Regions from separate parts of the Capsicum annuum genome. Here region 1 is linked to region 2. Evidence: chromatin contacts called from public Hi-C data. All regions are on one chromosome and are shown on one strand. Each heading gives the region's core, a stretch centred on a gene start, on an enhancer-like site or on the middle of the called end of the contact. The rest is flanking DNA. Distances are from core to core; before and after follow the strand shown.

Region 1 (4,258 bases), core at 1,578-4,077, 710 kb after region 2:
TTGTATAATATAGTCAACGTTGTATAAAATGTACAATACTGTATAAAAGATGTTTATATACAAATATTAGTTAAAATCGTGTGGTTATATGAATATAAACTATATGGCATAAATATTTTCAAAAATAAATATAGAGCATAATTTTTCTATTTTTAATTTTTTTTTTTGCAATTTTTTTTTTTGGGTTTTGTTATTAAGTTTGATTTGATTTTTTGTTTTGTTGAGGATGTTTGGTGAAGCTGATTTTGGGGAGTTGGTGAAATTGAGGATCTAAAATGTGACTTAAATTTGTAACATGCTAAATCTAAAGAAGTGTTAAGTGATCAAATATTAATTAATTAATTAATTATTGATCGTTAAAGTGACTGGTGTTATTAATTTAAATTTGTATCCTATACGTTCATTAAAAAAGTAAAATGCTTCTCGTCAAGAAGTTTCTTCATTTCAAAAGCTTAAATCCAAAATTTCTGATTAAAGATAAAGGAATTACAATTAATCTAATTTATGGTAATCTTAATTTTGATGAATGGTCTTGCTTAGTAGGTAATTTTACCTAAAACCTTCTAATTAATGTAAGTATCAAACACAAATTATTAAGGTTGCCTTTTCTTTCTTCAACAAACTTTTAGTTAGATGAAAACATATGGAAAAACATTAACCAAATTCCATTTTAAATATATTTAAGTTCTATATGTGATGGGACCAAATATTGTTGTTGGCTGACTATAATAAGTTAGAGCCTCATCCCCACATTTTTTTTTTATACTCGTCGGGTCTGATCAACTTTTGATACCTCGATTGATTCCACGAGATATCTGTCACCTTTCGCCAGTAATAAACACCGGATAATTACTCTATCCATCAAGACTAGAATAGATGGACATATATCACCAACTATATATTCATTATCCCTACATTTACGTCATTATTTATTGTTGTTGATCTTGTAATAAGAGTGCAATATGTAACGTGTCAGTTATGCATACAGCGTGTATATAAATTCTATTGTAAACAAAAGTCTGATATTTAAGTGAAAAACGATAAATGTCATTGAGTTTCGAATGGTGCATACTGCTTCTCGAAAATTTCTTGATTATTATTCGTACTCTATTTATATCAAACTTATAGTATATGGGATATTTTGCACATAGATTTCATAATTAATTAAACGTAAAATATTTAACTCGAATAAATTAATATAATTTGTGAAATATTAGTAAAATTTTGCAATTGGGTAAACATGTTAGGGAGTGAAGAGGACGTGGTCACGTTTAGAGCACAACCACAAGTCCACCAACAACAACCAAAGCAAATATTTTTTCCAACAACTCCCTTGCTACTAACTTGTCTATTGTTGTATTGGGTCCGACTAAATCTGAATTTGTATAAAAAAATTTTACGTTAAGGGATAAAATGTTTCGTAGCAAAAACCGCTTTATATCCAGACAGGGGCGAACCTATATGTATTTTTTTGATGCTCCGGCACCCATTAGTGCGACAGTCCGAGCACAATGTGGCTCCCACCCTCTTTGGTGCCCCATTCTAGGTGACTTGTGCCTGGTCTGCCACCGAGGACGCTTCTCCAGATTAGATATAATTATATAAAAAAATATGAAAAATAATATAAGCTTCAAAATAACACCCAGGAAACCAAAAAGATTGTTGGGTGCTTTGGTTTTCATGCGAAACCTTAAAGCTTTGAGCATCAATATGTATGTTCGAACCTCACGAGCACCTACGGCCCCTAAATCCTAGGTCCGTCACTGTGTCCAGAACTCGAATGCGAAACATGTAGTTAAATAGAAAAGAGTACTTATCATTACACCACTCTTTCATGCCTATATAGGACAACGTTGTTGGTCATGTCAATTTCATTTACCTAATCAATGTTTGGCTTTGAGTTCCTTTCTTGGTTGGTGAATGACTAACTTTACCATAACAAGATTAACTCCAAAATTTCAATTTTTATTTTGTTGTTGTAATGAAAAAGACTTTATGAAATGGATGATATCTCTTTATTTTTAATTATTGGAGATCTCGAGTTTAAATTAGAAAAGCGAGTTTTTAACATATGACATCGCTTTGACACCACATTTCTTTTTAGTGACATCTTACATAACACGAATTTGAATTAATCAAACTGACATGTGTCAGATCGAATAGTTATATTAAAAAAGATTTTGGTGTTGTAATGCATGTTATTGAGATTTGTGAACGTGAAGTTAACATGCAATACATCCTTATTCTACCAACCAACCCTTCCAAAAAATGTTTTAAAATAAAATAACTTTTTTTAAAACAACATAATCTTGTCCATCACGCAGTAACGGAGCCAGGATTTTCATTAAGGGAGTTCAGAAATAAATACACGAACTAATCGAAGGAGTTCAACATCTATTATATACGAATAAAAAATATTTTTAACCATGTAAAAATAGTATAATTTTCCATCGAAGGGGGTTCGGATGAATCCCTGGAGCAAAGGTAGCTTCCCTAAATTTCACTAGTGGGATTATATTGATTATATTATTGTTATTATTGTTGTAATAAACTTTTCGACACCTACTAACAGGACAGTTTAATTAGTCAAACCTCGATGTGAGTATCGAAACAAAATGAAAAAAAACTTTGGTGGTTTTTTTTCTCCTATTCTTCTCCATTATTTAAGGGTTACCTTACCATACAAAATATATTTCAAATAATTTCTACCATTCATTTTTACCAAATTATTCACCAAACATTAACAATAAATCTCAAGATTTGATCGAACAAATCCTAACCGTCCATTTTCATCCTTCAAACTCTATATAATAACTTCCCTCCTTTCATTTCTCTTTGCCACAACACTTGTTTTTCTTCCACAAACAACTCAAAGGGAGAAGCAAAACCTTCAAACTTCTCTCAATTCCTTCAGTTTTTCCATTATACACTCTCTACAATGGCGTTACTCGTCGAGAAGACTACCTCAGGGAGGGAGTACAAGGTTAAAGACATGTCACAAGCTGATTTTGGCCGTCTTGAAATCGACTTGGCTGAAGTCGAAATGCCAGGTTTGATGGCATGTCGCACTGAATTTGGACCGTTACAGCCATTCAAAGGTGCAAGAATCACCGGTAGTTTACACATGACGATACAAACAGCTGTCCTTATAGAAACCTTAACAGCATTGGGAGCAGAAGTAAGATGGTGTTCATGCAACATCTTCTCAACACAAGATCACGCGGCAGCTGCCATAGCGAGGGATAGCGCGGCTGTATTCGCGTGGAAAGGAGAGACATTGCAAGAGTATTGGTGGTGTACTGAAAGAGCACTTGATTGGGGTGTAGGTGGTGGACCTGATTTGATTGTTGATGATGGTGGTGATGCTACATTGTTGATACATGAAGGAGTAAAAGCTGAGGAAGAATATGCTAAAAGCGGTAAAATACCGGATCCTAATTGTACTGATAATGTTGAGTTTCAACTAGTGCTTACTATTATCAAGGAGAGTTTAAAGACCGATCCTTTGAAGTATACTAAGATGAAGGAAAGACTTGTTGGTGTTTCTGAAGAAACTACTACTGGTGTTAAGAGATTGTATCAAATGCAGGCTAATGGAACTTTGCTATTCCCTGCTATTAATGTTAATGACTCTGTCACCAAGAGCAAGGTATATTTTCAATTACTTTTCTTTGTTGATTATCTAGCAGTTATCCCATTTTGTTGTGTGCTTTTATATTTTTTTGTTTGTTATACTGTTATCTGCCATGAGTCGGGGGCCCGGGCTCTATCGGAAAGAGCCTCTCTAGTTCATCTGAGGTAGTGATATCGACTTGGTATGGACTGCACGCGTACACTTTACCCTCCCCAGACTCCACTTTGTTGTTGTTTCTTTGTTGGTTTTATCAATTCTTTAAAATTTGGTATAGTTTTTGTTGATTTGAAGGAGCCTTGACGTATCTAGTAAAGTTGCCTCCATGTAACCAGGAGGTCACCGGTTGAAACAACCTCTTGTAGAAATGCACGGTAAGGCTACATGCAATATGTCCTTATGGTTCGGTCGTTCCCTGGACCTGTGCATAGCGGGAGCTTTAGTGCATTGGCTACCCTTTATAGTTTTTGTTGATTAGAGTTTAGATATAGGCAGACTGGGCTTTTTGGTTTAGTGTAAATATTTTTATATGCTTCTTGAGATTTAGATCTGATGTGTGTACTTGATACTGAATTGGATATTAGAGGTAATTTTTGCCTAAGATTCATGTTGGTTGTGATCTAGCCA
Region 2 (3,965 bases), core at 720-3,219:
TCTAATGAACCTTCCCACAATTTCAGCCCCCCTGCAAAATGAAAATGAGAATATCAGTTATCTAATTACACTTCATAAGCCCAACATTCATTCCATACAACATGCTAGAAAATTGACGGTATTATGCTGATCGTAACCCTGCCGGACTTCTCATGATATTTTTCTACAATACTTTTTAATCAAAACAGTATATACATAAATTATCTATGAATAGAATGGCTCACGACTTTTTCTCCAGACTTATGACCAGCCGTGAACTTTCCCTTGCATAACACTACTTTATTTGCCAGTAAAAATTGACGTCATTACATCTAATTCTAGATCTGATAAATTTAAAACATTCCTAGACAGACGACATTCAACTAAATAAAGTTCACATAATTCATGTTGAGGTATCAGTAATTGTAACGAGCATGAAGGAGACAAAATGGGGACCTAAAACGTTGCTACCTTCATATTTGCCGGGGATCAAATCGGAATTTGACAGCCCAAATACTTGCTTTGTACTGACCCTTCCCTATAAAAAGGATTAAACACTAGTTAAGGCAACTAAAAGATATCTGAAGCTACATTCTTCTTTTCTTCCGTTAATAGTGGCTTTCGTGGAAAATGTTTTACCTTAGGAAAAGTGTTTGTTTCATTATAAAAGCAGGTAAGAATACGTACTTGTACAAGACATGGTGGAGGGTGTAAGTACAGCGTTATTAAGATGATATCTTTCAGCAGGTTTGCTAAAAATAGTGATCGAAACAAGCTAATTGAAGTAAAAGGCGGAATCTTTGTAAAGAAAAAATGAATTAAAGTATAAAAAAAATGATTTTTGAGAGAGAACACTTCCACATTTGAAAGTAAATAAACACTGAATGATTTCGACAAGGAAAATATCTTTAGCCACATTAAAAAAAAAGGTTAATAAGATGATAGAACTAATCTTACCTTAAGTAAAGTAAGGCCATCCAAATCTACAGGCTCCACATTGAACTCCACATTTGATGAAACCTAATCCAACAACAACAATAATAACTACGTCTTAGTCTCAAACAAGTTGGGGTCGCTATATGAATCTCCTCTTCTTCATTTAAACTCATTTTGTATCATGATCATGCTAAATAAAATAAAAAATGAAAACTAAGAGTGTGTGTTTATATATAGTACTTTTTGTCCTGAGCTGCGGGGTCTATCGGAAACCACCTCTATACTTCTTCGGAGGTAGTGGTATGGACTGCATACATTTTATCCTCCCCAGACCCCACCTACACTGGGTATGTTGTTGTAGTGTCGGAAGTTCTCTGACATGTCCAAACCTTGGTAGACCTGGTATTTATTACTAATAGGAAGTGACAGGTTGAATTAATCGAGGTGTACGTTAGTTGGCCTAACACCACGGTTATAAAAAAAGTTCTCCAACAAGTCTAAATCACATAAAGAACTGATTTTTCTTCCTTCTAAACTCCGAGATAAAGATACAATTTTTAGTATGAAGGGCCAAAAATAGACCTAAATTATCCCGGTTTTCAAGTTTTCTACTTGAACTATCACCAACTATTCATCAAAACACGTTTCATTTATCAATTGTTCGCTTTTCCTATCTATAAAACTCTAAAAAAGCGGATATTTTAGGTGTGTTTTTGACGATTTCATGTTTTGATTTTCGAAATTCAAACTATTCGAACGTTAGACCAATATTTTTAAATGTAATTGAACTACAACTTATATTATAATTTATATTAAATTAACTCTCGATAAATGAAATGTAACTAACCTGTGAGGGAAGTACTTCAACAGAAGGAGGTGGAGGTGGAGGTGGAAGTGGCTTTTCTGGGCCATCAAGAAAACCCGACCCGAATCCGAACCCAAAACCCGACCCGAACCCGGACCCGGATGTGTGTGTCTCCATAGCTAAAAAGTTTCAGTTTGAGGTTTCACTGTGTTGACGGCAAACTGATGGGAAGTAAACGCAACAGCTAAATGGGTCAAGACATATGGATATTAAATGGGCCTACTTATTGGGCTTTTATTTAGAGGTGTTTTTTGATTTTCCGTTAGGAGTGGGTTAAAGTTCCACGTTGGTTGGGAACAGACTAACAATCTGCTTATATGGAGTTGGTTTCTCATAAGCTAATTTTTGCGGTTAAGTGAGGTCCAAGTGTCATATCTTTACAAAATATCAGAGTCAGGTTCATCAGCGTTTGGACTTTTTGATCCACGCTTTAGTTGGGCCTATATGTAAAGGGGGTGTTAGAATGGGTTAAAGTCTCATATTGATCGAGAAATTGACTAACGGTTTGCTTATATGGACTTATACAATCCTCCCCTTGTGAGCTAGCTTTTTCTGGGTTGAGTTAGACCCACGTGGCATATCTTTACATGGTATTAAAGTCAGGTCTATACCTGTTTGGACTTTCGATCCATGCTCTAGTTGGGCCTGTGCGTGAAGGATGTTAGAATGGGTTAAAGTCCCATATTGATTCGGCAATTAACTGACTGTATGCTTGGATGACTTAGATAATTCTTCCTTTATGAACTAGCTTTTGGATTGAATTAGGCTCATGTGACATATCTTTACATGGTGTCAAAGTCAAATTTATCCTTGTTTACATTCCCGATTCACGCTCTAGTTGTGCATGTGCGTGGAAGGATGTTAGAATGGGCTAAAGCCCCATGTTGATTCAAAAATGGACTAATAGTTTGCTTATATGAAATTAGACAAACTCTCTTCGTGAGATAGCTTTTGGATTGAGTTAATTAGGCCCTCGTGACATATCTTTACATGGTATCAAATTTAGGTTCATCCCTGTTTGAACTCTCGGTTCACGCTCTAGTTGTGCATGTATGTGAAGGGGATTGTTAGAGTGGTTTAAAGTCTCACATTAATCAGAGAATATACCGACGACATGCTCATATAAACTTGGACAATTCAACTTTTGAGATCGAATTAAACTCATTGTCATAGCTTTACATTTTCAGGCCTAGAGTAATAAATGTGTTCCATGTGAATTTGGTGCCAATAAAAATACTTTTTATTGTTTGGTTGGTGAGTGTTTTTACTTTTTTATTAGTACTAAAGATCAATAACAATATCAATGTATATAGACATAAATTGTGCACAATTTGTTTGTAGGAAAAGATATTAAATAAAGGGTGTGTTTGGTATGATGAAAAATGTTTTCCTATTTTTTCTTGTTTGGTTACAATAAAATGTTTGGAAAACATTTTTCACAACAACTCATTTTCCTCAATTTGAGGGAAAATGACTTCCCTCATAGGTCAAGGGAAGTTATTTTTCAGAAAATGACAAATGTGACTTATGACCCCACCCCCACTCCTCTTCCCCACCCCAACAACACTCATATTCATATGACTCAAAAAATTCACATTTCTCAAAAATTTACATTACTCGGAGATATTTTTTACTATTCTTTGCTTCAATTTTTCACTAATTGAAATAAAAAATACTGAAGCCTGAATTTTTTTCATTTCCAATGTTCGTTGAATGTATTGCTATTTTCATATGCACAGAGGAAAACTTACCTATGTTAGTTTTGCTAATTGCATATTTCATTTTGTCATCGATGTAACTTGTTTCACGAGGTTGAATAAGCTTGTCGTTCTGTTATATTTCTATTGATTGCAGTATCTTGAGATTGTCCAGACAAAATATTGAAAAGTGTCTCCTATATTTGCTAATTAATAGTTGCTTAAATTTAGTGATTGTAATATTTTAGTATTCGATATTGATATTATTTGTTATGCTTAAATTAGTTCTTACAAATTGTTGAGTTGCTAGAGGTACTGATATACTAGTTAACAGTTAGTAATATTTTCTAAAAAAATTATTTTTCAACTCATCAATCAAACGCTAGAAAATATTTTTCTAAAAAATAGTCTCTACTCACCAACCATACACCATAAAATATTTTTCAAAAAATATTTTCCACTCACCAACCAAACATGAGAAAATAAGT

The links. A called contact is a pair of places that touch in the nucleus more often than the background predicts.
Region 1: a contact with region 2 is called in a Hi-C map of bud, with 5 times the contacts expected there. The contact joins the promoter of LOC107851261 here to the promoter of LOC107849562 in region 2. A contact is called at or near these places in 5 of 5 Hi-C or Micro-C datasets (bud, leaf, pericarp and 1 more).

Annotation. Positions count from the first base shown.
Region 1 is chr12:230,499,939-230,504,196 of UCD10Xv1.1, forward strand. It overlaps LOC107851261 (adenosylhomocysteinase), which reads left to right and starts at 2,828. Exons shown (of 2, transcript XM_016696209.2): 1 at 2,828-3,649. The coding sequence starts at 2,939.
Region 2 is chr12:229,785,865-229,789,829 of UCD10Xv1.1, forward strand. It overlaps LOC107849562 (histidine protein methyltransferase 1 homolog), which reads right to left and starts at 1,970. Exons shown (of 8, transcript XM_016694117.2): 1 at 1,763-1,970; 2 at 937-999; 3 at 451-517; 4 at 1-31. The coding sequence starts at 1,897.